2 separate regions of the Mus musculus genome follow, and region 2 is linked to region 1. The links are chromatin contacts, called in public Hi-C maps. All regions are on one chromosome and are shown on one strand. The core of a region is the stretch at or near the end of the contact, and the rest is flanking DNA. Distances in the headings are between cores, read along the strand shown. Region 1 has its middle 83 kb from the start of Zcchc2. Region 2 overlaps Phlpp1 (PH domain and leucine rich repeat protein phosphatase 1).

Evidence for each region. A called contact is a pair of places that touch in the nucleus more often than the background predicts.
Region 2: a Hi-C map of cerebral cortex shows a contact between it and region 1, with 4 times the contacts expected there. The contact joins two enhancer-like sites. A contact is called at or near these places in 6 of 484 Hi-C or Micro-C datasets (brain, cardiomyocytes, cerebellum and 2 more) and 1 of 115 datasets of contacts at active chromatin or transcription factors (neural progenitor cells).

The regions. Positions count from the first base shown.
Region 1 is chr1:106,069,842-106,076,094 of GRCm38.p6, forward strand. It overlaps the pseudogene Gm26509. Among named protein-coding and RNA genes, the nearest start is that of Zcchc2, 83 kb to the left of the region's middle. Within about 2 kb of position 2,375, at least 32 of the 459 cell types and tissues checked have an H3K27ac peak or open chromatin away from gene starts, as enhancers often do. A contact at or near this core is called in cerebellum, cerebral cortex, forebrain and 1 more, where this site is marked.
Region 2 is chr1:106,237,183-106,244,047 of GRCm38.p6, forward strand. The region is part of intron 1 of Phlpp1 (PH domain and leucine rich repeat protein phosphatase 1); the gene reads left to right. Among named protein-coding and RNA genes, the nearest start is that of Phlpp1, 69 kb to the left of the region's middle. Within about 2 kb of position 5,124, at least 104 of the 459 cell types and tissues checked have an H3K27ac peak or open chromatin away from gene starts, as enhancers often do. A contact at or near this core is called in cerebellum, cerebral cortex, forebrain and 1 more, where this site is marked.

The sequences.
Region 1 (6,253 bases), core at 1,125-3,624:
TTTTGGCTCTTCCAAGCTGTGTGTGTGGAAATGGATTCCAAAAATAAATTTTAAAAAATGTGTTTCATGTGACAATATAGAAACTAGATGTAATAATATGCCCATCAAACGATGCCTGTCAAATTAACCCTTCTGAGCACTTCCTCTTCCTGCCAGCAGTGAAGGGTGGAGCTTAAAGGTCACCAATCCCCTCTCTTTCACTCATACACAAACTGAAGTTGGTATGGCTATAGCAGATGTCAGTTACAAGTGTCAGTCATAGAAAGAGCATCCAGTGTGGCTTGAAGCTCATCAGACAGTCAATGTGAAGATAAGAATAAAACACATTTTAAGAATTGGGAACCAACCTGGCATATGCACATAGCAAACCCTACAGGTGTCAGGGAAAGAGCTGCAGCAGATACTAAAATAAAGCAGAGTCTAAATTCTTCACATTCCACCGACTTTATCAAAGACCCCAGAGCTACTCATTTTCTCCCTCGTCTCTGCACTTCCTCCTGCCGCTGCGGAAGCCAGGTTGCTGAATGAAATGCACAACTGTCCTTGAGCTACGAGCCACCTCCAGCCCCAGCCACAGCTCAAAATCAAATCAAGTTTTTGCCACCAAAGCAAACCCTCTTGATGGGTGGCTGTGCCTAGTGAAGGCCGTATATTCTTTACAGAACAGTGGGTTTCTTTCATTTGGTAAGAACCAGTTTTCACTAACCCATTAGGAATCATTTTAAATTATATTCAGTTACTTATCTGTGTGTTGGTGGTCACTTGTAGTGATCAGAAGACAACTTGTGGGAGTAAGGTCCTGCGGATGGAACCGAGGTCCGCAACTTGGGATCAAAGGACTTAACCCCCTGAGCCATCTCACTGTCCCCATGGGGTCCTCTCACCACCACTAAATAATTTGAAAATAAAATTCGGCATCCATGAGGAAGTATCCTTTGCAAAGTAAGCATCCCTTATCAGCCTTACCTGTGGAACCCTGGAACTGTTAGTGTGAATCCTGGAAGTGCCATCCTCTGCGTCCCCTGTCTCTGTCACACTGGCTCCCAAGCCAGAGTTGTGTAAGCCTGGGAGAGCTGAATTCTGAAGCTTGCTGCCGCTGCTGCTGCCTGGCATTGATTATTTGTCTCTGTGCAAAGAACACAAAGCTGCAGATCCACAGGACAGCAGCTCCAAGCCTGGCATAGCAGAGTGGCGCAGCCTGGGGGTTTGCTCAGAGTTAACACCAAGCCATTGTTCCCAGCTAAAAATCCACTGGGGTTCAAACTGCAGGGCTGACCCTACAGCTAGTCATCAGCGTGGGATAAAAGCAAGGTATTAGGACCAGAACCAGGCAGGTATCAGATGTTTGACCTGAGCAAAGAGAAAGTTGGCTCTGGGACCCCAGGAGAGGCTCCAAGCTGAAAGAATGGGCCCGCCTTACTTATAGTAGAAAACATTCTGAGTGAAAGAAGCCAGTCACAAAAGAGCTATATGACCCCACAGACATGATGTACCTAAAATAGTAAACGTCATATGAGCACAGGAGAAGCAACTGGTACAGTTTCTGAAGACTCCTACAATAGGGGCATGACAATGGATGCACTAATCACCGTGAACTGAAGGGGGCGCAATTGTTTCATGCACAGTTTCAGTATGGGAGGCTTGTGAGGATGATAGTTACAGCGATCTGCTAAAAATTTTAAACTGGTAAGTTTTCTTTTAAAAAACACTTTAAAACACAATTCATCAAGTAAGTTCTTTTGAAAGCAGAATCGGGGTGAGGGTGGGGGAAATAGTTTGGTGGTTGAGTGGGTATTGCTCTTACAGTAGGTACCCAATTTGGTTCCTAGCACCTACATCAGGCAAATCACAGCTACCTGTAAGCTTGGGGGGGAGGGGGGAGGCACAGACAGACAGACAGGGAAAAAAGGTTTCTCTAGACTCTTCTCCACCTGGTATGTTAAGGCCTCGACCCAGTGTTTAGATAATACAGAGAATAAACAAATATGTTCTCCAGGGAAAGAACAAAACACAGCAAGGCGAGGAGGAGACAGATGGAGGGGAACAGTTGGCACCTTTCTGAGCTTAGCCTCTGTCAAGGGTTCCCAAACTTTGGCACTCAGCAGAATCCTTTGGAAGGGGAGCCTGTTAAAACAGGAGTAGCATTTTAAACAGTGTCTCATGTGATGCTGCTGTTGTTAGTCAGCAGGTCGCTGTCTTTGGGAACTACTGGCCCACCTTTAAAGAGTTAAGAGCATAGTCAGGGGGTTCATAGACTTTATTAAACACTGCAGTGTGGTACTGCAGATTTCTACGGTAGTAGAAATGCAAACGCCTCTGAGAGCTTCCCCAGCTGACGGTCGGTGAGCAGGTTCTCCCGCCCGCTGCTGGGAAGCGCCGCCCTGAGCATACATTAATTAGCTGAGCATTCTGTGAGTGCTCGGTGGGAGGGTGGGGTATGTGGAGTCACTGCAGCTGCCGCATCACTGCCACCTGGGTACCAATTAAAAGCCCAGGTTCCCAGGCCTCTCCCAGAGCTTCTGAGTTAGGTCTTTCCAGGGTGAGACCTCACTATCTGTGGTGTAAGCATACTGACTGTGAGCTAGAGCTTTTAAACAATTATTTTAGCAAATTTTCCTTTAATTTTCAATGGCTAAACCAGAGCTCCTGACTACCAGGTATGTATTGTCACAATATAGGTGACCAATTGCTGGTGAAAGATTTTTTTTTAAACTTATTCTTTAATTTTTTTTTTTTTTTTGTCTTACAGTCCAGACTTTATCCCCCTCCTGATCCAAGAGAACGAATTTTTATTCTCCCTTTGTTTTCCTGCAAATACGGTTTGTGTATCACCTGAGTGAGAAATTTAATGCAGGATGACTACTGAGTGAGCGAGACCCTATCTCAAAAACCAACGGAGAGATGGTTCAGTCTGCTCCTCCAGAGGTCCTGACTTCAATTCCCAGCAACCATGTGGTAGCTCACAACCATCTGTAATAGGATCTGATGCCTTCTTCTGGCATGCAGGTGTGCATGCTGATAGAGCACTCATACATTAAAGAAATAAGTAAATAAATAAATAAAATCTAAAAAAAGAAAAAAAAAAACCCAACTGGACATGGTGACACACGTCGGCTTAGGAAACACTCTGAAGGATCATTGCCATTTGGGGACTAGCTTGGTGTACATAGAGAATTCTCATATAACCAGGGCTACATAGCAAAGCCATGTGTCAAAAAACAAACAAAAACAAAACAAAACAAAAAAACAAAAGCAAAAAACCAAACTAACCAATCAACAAACAAACAAAGAAAGTACAAGGAATTTTTCTGAGTGGGTGGGAGATGGGGGGGATAATACCAGCAGCAGAGTTTTTCAGGTAAACGTTAAGTAGCAGAGAGGGAAGCACAGAGGACAGGACATCTGAGAAGCAGGCTGGCCCCCAAAGTCCCATAGACTCCATGAACACAGAGACCGCAGAGACACAGAGTCCCGTTCCCCTATCTGCCACACACCACTGCAGGGAGCCTGCTGGAGCTGGAGCTGAGAACATCTCCTTTTAACTCAGTTGGCAGGAATTCTCTCTTTATCTCTTACCTTCTAGTGTTCAGTGTCTACGCCTGCATGTGTGTCTCATGACGCTTAGGTGTTCGTTAGCCTGTTTCTTCTGTGTCCCACCCTGTCTTCCATGAGGCATGGTTTCCATCCTTTCTGCCGCCTCACACACTCTTCTGCTTCCTGTCTTTTCTTTCATCTTTATGCCTCCTCCTTATAGCTACTAATTATAATCTCCCATAGCTTAACGAGCCCTAAAATACGAAGTCCTAGTAGTATCCCAACTTTCCCCATGTTGATTGCTTTTGTGGTTATTTTGTTGTTGTTGTTGTTGTTGTTCAAAGCTTACCTAATTCTTTGGGGTGGGCAAGTAGGGATTCGAGACAAGGTCTCACTATGTAGCTCTGGCTGTCCTAGAACTCACTATGTAGACCAGGCTGTCCTCGAACTCACAGAGATCTGCCTGAGTGCGTGAGCCAATATGCCCAGTGAAGATGATCTGATAATTACACCTTATCCTAACCCACTCTTTCTTTTCAGGGTATATTTAATAATTAATCCTTATGTTTACCAAGAAGTAACAATGAGAGATTCTCTGATTCAGCTGAAGGTACCAATTAAAACAACTGTTCAAACTGTAGCTTCCTTCATTGCTCTTTTGTCCTTAAAACACAACCAACAAAGAGGAAAATAGATAAAATAGTAACATAGTGTTTACTTGCTTCAAAGAAACGGAAAGCCCAATTTCGCTTCTGTCATTTAATCCCCTGTGGACGACTTGAGGAGCATTCGCTTTTGTCTGAGCCTTTGTCCTCTGAGGACCAAGTCCCCGATAACGAAAAGTGAGGAATAAACCTGTGTTTGGCTTTATCTTACTGTGGTTTGGATTTTGAGTTATGCTTGGAGTTAGACATCCAAGCCAAAGGCACCGAAAGGGGATGATCTTGACGTGAAAGGGGGGTCAGGAAGGAAGCCCCTGAACAAATATAGATATGAATAGCAGCAGAGAGAATCGGCCTCCACCCTGGGTGTAAAGAAGGAACTGACAGAGCCAGGACACAAGACACAGGCATCAAGTCCCAGGGTGGATCCAATGGAGCCACTACAGAGCAGATACCCAGAACCTATGTACATGTTGGATGGATATTGAGTGACTCTAGAGGAATTTTAATCCAGCAACATGGCTTCTCTGGCTAGGGATCATATCCAGAGATCTTCTTAGGTCTGTGTGATCCAGCTGGAATGCAGGTGTGTCACATAGCTTTAATCCTCCTGGCTGGAATACAACACACCGTTAGTACAAACTTTTAATGCCAAACAATGTAGGTAAGGTTGGTTTTGTTTTTGTTTTGTAGAAGGAAGCAACCGTGTTTGAAAGTGACATCTAACTAGAGGGCGGTTCAATGAGTGCACTTCAGGTGAGTTTAGTTCTGTCAGTTAACAGGTGGGAGTCAGTGGAGTTGAGTTTGTTCCATGCAGCTGTGTGCAGGGCAGCAGAGACAATATAAGTCGAAGAATAAGGAGTAGCCAGAAGCTTATAACAAATTGCCAGAGTTAGTTTGAGACCAAGCAGAGCAATTCAGCGAGAAGCTGAGAGAAGCCAGATTGAACCTTGGAGAGCAGTTTGAGCCAGAACAGCTAAGTTGGACTAGCCAGCTAGAGTTCAGAAAGAACCAGAAAGGGTGAGCTGAGTTAGCAGTAAGTCTCAGATATGACAATTACATAAGAGGAATTGAAGTTACTTCTACAGGTGACCTGCTTACAGTTCAGGCACTTAGGAGGAGGGGAGCCCTGGAGAAAGCTGCTTAGCTACAGAAGTTTAATCTGCAAGCTCTGACTTCAAGCGAGAGACTCTGCCCCGTGTAAAAGATGGAGAATTCTCAAGAAAGGCATCTGGCATCAACCTCTGGCCTCCACATATATAGGCCCTTACCTCCCCACCCCCTGCCACATGTACTACAAAGCAAAGTCTTAGGGTGACCCTTGTATTTTTTTTTCAGTTGGAGGTATAACCAAAATTTGTGGGGTGTTAATGAAACCCTTTCCAAATTGTTTAGATTTTAGACTCTACAACATCTGGGTTCCACGTGTCAAGAGGCAAGTTTAGAAAAAGTATGATAGTGGTTTAAAACACCAGCCCTAAAGCCAAAAGACTGGTACTAAAAGCACCTTTCACCCTTGATCATGGGGCAGTTTCTTAATATCTTTGAGCTTTACTTGATTTTTTTTTTTAAATTTTTGGAGACAAAATCTCATGATCAAAAACTGGCCTTTAACTCTATACAGTAGCAAAGGCTGGCCTTGAAGTTCTGATCCTCCTGCCTCCGGCTCTGGAGTGCTAGGATTGCAGGTCTATGCTACCACACCTGGCTTATGATAAGCTTGGGGTTTCATGCGTGGTAGGCAAGCACTCTACCAATGGAGCTGCATACTCCTCCTGAGCCTTGGATGCTCTGTGAGATCAGCAAGGACACTTGAATATTTTGGCGCATTGTATAAAGATTATCCTTAAATTATTCAAATGCTGATTTCTGAACCGGCAAAGATCTGATTACAGGCTGGATTTCGGTTAAGCATCTCCTTCCTTAGTATTTTGTAAGCAGTGTTCTCCATCACCTTCTGGTTGGTTAAAATGAAAAGCCTATGGCCTATAACAAAAAGCGGGCTAGTAAGGTAGGACTTCTGGAGAGAGAGAGAAACTCTGGGAAAGAGGCAGATG
Region 2 (6,865 bases), core at 3,874-6,373, 170 kb after region 1:
TCAACTTCTAGGCCAGTTCCCTGCCTACATTCCACAGAATCATTCATTAAAAGCTCTACTGTTCAGCAGCCTAGGCTCTGTGGCCTGCTTCTTCAAATTCTTCCTACAAACCAGTTCTAAAGGCTGAATGGCATCTCTCTCCTCCAAAGCCCTATAATGACCCTAGTTCCTGCTACTGGTTTTCTTTTATTGTCACAGTGGTCCAATGCCCCACAGAACCATCTTAGAAGGGACAAAAGATTTGTTTTAGCTCACAGATTTAAAAGTTTTATTTTTCATGTCAGAGAGCCCAGAGAGTGTGGCAGAGAGCACGGTGCTGTGGAGCCAGAAGACAGAGGGCTAGGGAGATACTAGGGAGATCAAGGCAGCCACAAGATCCTACTTTGTCAAGCTAGCTTCCATCTCTCCATCTCTAGAACATCTCCAAGTAGTGCCATTAACTGGAGACCAAATCAATACATATTTGTCACAGAGATCTAGTGGAGAAACTTCTGGTTCAAAGTACTCCAGAAGAACTGTCTTATACTGCCCAGGTACTATGTAGTTTGGGTACACTTGTATTTTTCTGGATAAGCCAAGTAATTGGAATACAAGAAGCCAAGACAGTAATTCAGGAAGTGGGATAGATGACTTGTCAGGGACAACCAGGACAAGGCAGGACCTGCAGTGCATCTCTAGTCCCAAAGTAAGGATCAAGGCAAGTCTAAAATAAAGTCAGTGTCCTCATTCCCAGGTTATAGTGGAATTGTGCTCTCTGGCAAAAGGTTAAAGCCTTTGAATGCTCATTATAACAGCATCATTTCTGTCAAGTGTTCCTTTAAAACACGTATAGTGAAAGCTTTTTATTTTTTAAAATAAAAACAATTTAGGACCAGAGAGATGGCTCAGGGAGGAAAGATACCGCTGTCAAGCTGATGGACCTGAGTTTGATCCCCAGAAAGCTCATATGGTGAAAAGAGAGGATTGACTCCATAGATATTCTCCTCTGACCTCCATACGTGCTCACGTGTACACAAAAGCCAAATGTAAAATCTTAGCATCAGTTCTTTCCTAGGAGTGTCATCATAAATTATAGTTAAAACATCTCTCCCTCCCTCTCTCCCTCCCTCCCTCCCTCCCTTTCCATTTTATTAAAGATAGGGTCTTACTATGTAGTCTTGGCTGACCTGGAATTTCTCTGCCTCCCAAGTGAGATTAAAGACATGCCATCTAGGCTACTTGTTCCGTTTTACATATTTAAAGGCACAAATGCTTGCTAAGGTATGGTTTTTTTTTTTTTTTTTTTTTTTTCCCTAGTGAATGGAAAATCTAGGACTGTATTTATTTTAAGAGAATATCCCTCTCCCTTTTTTGTTTGTTTTGAGATTAGATTGTTCACTTTTTTTTTTAAATGTAGCTAGCCTTATTTATCTATGTAGCATATAGGCAAGTAGAACTATTGGAAAATCTTATACACTGCCACTATTATCTACCTGTCTCATTTGCCTTTAGTTATTGTATGTGTTTATAAACTGCTCCAATCTTCAGAAAAAACTATAGTCCATTAAAATTATTTGAAAATTTGAAATGTCACATATTATTCTTTCCCCTTGCTAGCGTGTGTAATTGTATGCAGAGTTTCTTATATCTTATTTATATATGTATTTTTATCTATTTGTGTGATATTGTTTTTTGACCTCCATTATTTTCTGTGATGGGAACCAGTTCTACCAGACCCGTCTATCTTGGTGGAAGCAAACAATGGAAGAGTGAGAAACAAACCAGCTTTACCTGCTAGAGAGGTAGCTTGTTTTATTCCCAGCTCTGGAGATGTTGATATTGTCTCAGAGAAACCCATAAAGCTACATTAAACAAAGGCACGTCAAGGTTTTGGGTCAAGGCAGAGAGCCAGACAGAGAGAGCCACACTGTTACCATGTCAAATGAGCCCCTCTGGGGAGTGGGGGAACACGGTGAATAATGAAGAAAGACTGGTGTCTGCTATGTAGTAGTTTTACTCTTAAATTTGAATGAAAAAAAAAGATGACTTTTTGTTGTTTGCATGGAAATAAACATTTCCAGTAAATGTTTCCATGTGGTTAGAGGGTATTGTTGTCCTGAGAATTGTAGAATTATGTCATAAAAGAAAAATCATAGATAACTTTGTGTTTATATGTGTAGCTGTATCAATCTCAGGGCATCAAGTTGGTTTTGAGGGAAAGTAAAGACAATATTTTTGTTTTTGTAGAACCAAATATATCCTGGATTTTCAAAATAACTTATTAGAATTTTTAGTCTGTTTTTCAAAGGTTTTTGGAGAGGTAGGGTACCTAGGAGAACGTTGGTCTTACTGTTCTCTGATCGTGTGGGATGGTGTGGGTAGGTGCAGGTGGAAAGCCCAGCATGAGAAGGTGGGGACAGTCCCCCTCTGTCCTTCACTAGGGATTTACCAGCACCTGACCATCTACATTCTCAAGTCATAGTCTGTAGGTCCCAAAGCTTTTGTTTCAAGCACCTGTTTTGTCTGGCTTTGTTTCTTTATCCTACAGATTCCTGATAGAGTCTTTTAATTGTGACTAATAAAGGCAAGTGGTTTAAAACTACACGTGAAAGGCCAGTTTTATATCCATCTCCATTAGTAGACAAATGCGCACCTAGATATAAGAAAAATGAGCTCACAAACCTTTGTTACTTTCCATAGCAACAAATTCACTGAGCTCCATACGTTGTTTATTATGGTTACAATCTTGTTTGAAAGTATGTGTTTACCAGTTAATTTTAAAAGAAAAATCTCTATGAGGCTGGTGAGTTCATGAATTAAATAAAATACGATGAAACCGTGTCCGGGGATGATAGGAAATGCAGAGTGCGTAAAGAGGGCCACTACCTTCCACCAACTGTCAGAGAAATTTTAAAGGCAAGACTTTATAAATGTAAAGGTAGATATATACATATATTATTTGTTCACTGTGATGGCTAATCTGTCAACTTGATAGGATCTAGAATTTGAGACAAACCTGGCTGGGCTCGTCTTTAGATTACATTGAGGAGGGAAGACCCACCCTAAATATTGACAAGTATGTTTCCACAGGCTGGGGTCTTGGCTGAGCCGCAAGCTTCACCTCCCTCTGCTTCCTTCCTGGCAGTGGATGCAATGTGCCCAGATGCCTTTCCCCACTACCACGCCACCCTACTGTGATGTCTGTTTCTTGTGAGCCAAGGTAAATCCCTTCTTCCTAGGCGGCTTTTGTCAGGCATTTTGTTGCAACAGTGAGAAAACTAATACATATGGTGTTTGGTTTCAAGAGTCTTATCACTCTCAAGAATAACTTTAATCCAAGATGCTAAGCAGAAGAGGTTTCTAAGTAATCCAAAAATGGGAGAAGTAGAAATCATGATATGGACGACAGCCAGCCTGACTCCAGTCATTTCCATGAGCCTTTTTATGAATACAATTTACTGTATTCTCGTGTGCTCTTACAATGATGATCCAAGGCGATTAAAATATGTCCTGCCTTATCACAAAGCAAATAAATTATTTGCTTTGTGATAAGGCAGGACAAGTTATGTGACATTCCCAAGTATTGAAATAAGACTTATTGCAAGAAGAATTAAGTCTTGGAAATCTATAACGCTCCATAATGTGGGTCAGTACATGACCCACAACCCTCAGAAAGCCATTATATTATGTTTTAATAGCTTCAAGGATTGAAAATGAATTAGAGAACATCCCAGCCTTTAAAGTGAATTGAATATAGCTGCAGTAACTCCTCGTAGGGAAGGAGGCTAGAGACAGAAAAAGGAGCAAGGTGGCTATTGCTGTAGCTGAGTTGGACATGGGGGACCAAGGTCAAGAACCTGGGTATGGGCCCTTTAAGAGTGGAAGGGTTGCATGCAGACTTACAGGAAAAAATGTGCAAGAAGTGGTTAGGTGGCTGTATGTGACAAAGAGGGCTGAGTGGAAGTGATTGAGACTTTGCAGTGTTTTGGTCTGGGTACATGTGCATTACTACTGCAGAAGTGGGACACTGGGTTTTGCAAGGAGGAAAACTGGCTTTGTTCTAGAGTGCTGAGTTCAGTTGGCAAGAGACTTGGCAGGAGCTTGGATGTACCAGCCTGGATCTCTGAATGGTTCTTTTCAGCAGATCCCCAGGCAAGCAAAGACAGGCATACTTTCATTGTTGCCCTGGTAAATGCTTAATAATTATTGCTTGGTTTGTATGTCTTTTGAATTTTGTGGGATGACTGGATTTGCTTAGAAATAAACTTTGTTCAGATACGTAGTTTTCACTTACAAGAAGTGAGGAGACATGCCCATACACTTCCAGTGGGCTAGCCCATGATCCTTGTGCCTGCATGGTCTCCGGAAATGTCACACCATTTCACTGTCCTGCTGCCCTGTACATTGCTCACTTCCATGTAATTTTAAAAGTACAGGCACATTAGTAAAGTTTCCATCATGTTTGTCTTGTGCTTCTGCTTTTCTTCCACTGAGATGACTTGCTCATGGTTGACTTGAACTACTAAGGAATACACAGTTTCTCCACTCTCAATGTGAGAGCCCTTTTGCTGTGTCTTTGAATGTTTTGATACTTCCTTGATCTTTACACAAGTATTCCAAGTTTATTCGCTGCGCATTGTAGGATGCTGTTGGGACAGTAAGATGTTACAGCTGCACTTCCTTGAGTCAGTTTCTGATAGCAGCAGGGAACTTTGGAGGTGACTAAGGTAGTTAGTCTTCATAATAAATCAAAGTTTATTGAAATCACTGCTTACACAGCAGAGACTGTTGCTGGAAGCCTAAAAGCTGATAGACTAGGACGTAGCCCTGAGGGATCAGTGTGGGGGATCTGGATCGGTACCATTTTTGTTTTCTGTCTCTAATTACTACTCTGCTAATAATTGAGCATACTATTTATTAATTAGTGAGTGAGGGATTTTTCTCTATCTGAATAAAGATATCATAAAAGTAAATTTTCTTTTTTTTCAGCCTGGATATAGTCAACTTGAATTCCTATAACCAAGGAGTTGTTTATACAAATCTAAGCATATGTTTTTCTAATCAGGAATGTTGACTCATAGACCTCTTTCAGCGATCCCTTCCCTGAGTATGCTGCAGAAAAAGCAGCGGAGCTGCAGGGGAGAGTACATACTGACTAAGCTTTATTTCTAGAGCTGGAGAGGTGCCAGTCTTTCAAAGTTCTCAAGCCTAAGGCTTCTGGAAAAGAATATTTTCTCAGGCATGCCTTATTCAATTTCTAATGAGCTGTTGTTGTTCTGAAGTAAAACTGTAATTTGCTGTCACATTTGTGCTCTGTGGACATAACTGTGAAGCAGTTGGTTTTGTTGCTGATGTCCTTTTAGGATAAATGATTTGCTCAGAAGTTTGAGATGGTCCCAACTTTTTCTGGGGAAAATATTCTGACTTTGCTCCTCTTTTCTCATTAAAGTATCACTATTGTACTTTGCTTTTTTTCTCCCTTTTACCTTCTAATTTCTCAAAATGCCTTATTCCCTAAACACAATATAAAGAAAAGCCACTGATAAACAGGGTTTAAATTACTGATTCTTTTTTACTGTCAGGCCGAGTTTGCATTGAAATTTTTCAACAATTTAATTCCATTGAAAAATTAACAAACAAACACAACTTCCCGTGTGTGTGTGTGTGTGTGTGTGTGTGTGTGTGTGTGTGTGTGTGTGTGAGAGAGAGAGAGAGAGAGAGAGAGAGAGAGAGAGAGAGAGAGAAGCAGCAGCAGTAGCAGCAGTAGTAGCAGCAATAGTAGCAGTAGCAGGAATAACAGCAGTAGCAACAGTAGTAGCAGTGGCAGTAGCAATAGCAGTGGCAGCAGTAGCAGTAGCAGTAGCAGTCCCAGTAGTAGCAGTAGGAGTAGTAGAAGCAGCAGCAATAGCAGCAGCAGCAGCAGCAGCAATAGTAGCAATAGCAGCAGCAGCAATAGTAGCAGTAGCAGCAGTAGCAGTAGTAAGTAGTATTAGGTCAGTCAGAGGTAACTTTTAGGAAATGGTTTTCTCCTTTCATAGTGTGGGTTTTGGGACTGATCTCAATTCTTTAGGCTTGACATCAAGCAACCTTTCCTGTGGAGGCATCTTACTGGCCAAAAGGTTTTGTTGTTGTTGTTGCTTTGTTTTTGTTGTTGTTGTTTTTTTCCCCTTTTCTTTTTCTATTTTTTGAAAATAGGGGCGATCCTTATATCTGAAGCTTTGTAGACAGTGCACAAGGAAATGCCCTGCTGTTAAGACTGTAGTTCTGAGACTAATGATGACAGCAAACTATTAGAAAATATGTATAAGCCTTCAGAGTGAGTGTAGTTGTACAAGTACTCTCTTCATTTGTGTACTAAGGCTGAGAGATATCTTGGTCCAGCTCCAGCTGATGACTGCATTGGAAGTTAGGTCTTTACCCTCTGCTCCTGACTCTCCTTCATGCTAGCTTGCCTACTTGCCAGTTTGAATCACTGCATTCAAAATGAGCTCAATGGAACTTGGTCTAATGAATATTTAGTGTTGGGCCATTCTTGACATGGGATGGGCCGTCTCCTGTAGTGTGCTCTTTACTTTTTTTGTAGTAATCACAACCTACATTTGCTTGACTATAGAGTTTGATATATATTATAGCACTAATTTAATTAGCAGTTGTTGAATGCTCACTATATTTCAGAAACACTGCTAAGTACAGATGCATAATCTAACATCTCTATTGCCGTCAGTCTGACATCAGAGGCGCTGGATTCAAGCTCAAGTCTTCCAGCTCCAAATCTGTGCTCTTAACTCTATGTTTGAGCTGCTGTGGTTAGACTACTTGATTGTTTTTTAAGCCGGGAGCTTATTGACCTAAGATTTGAGTCTAATCCTATACTATCAAATCTACG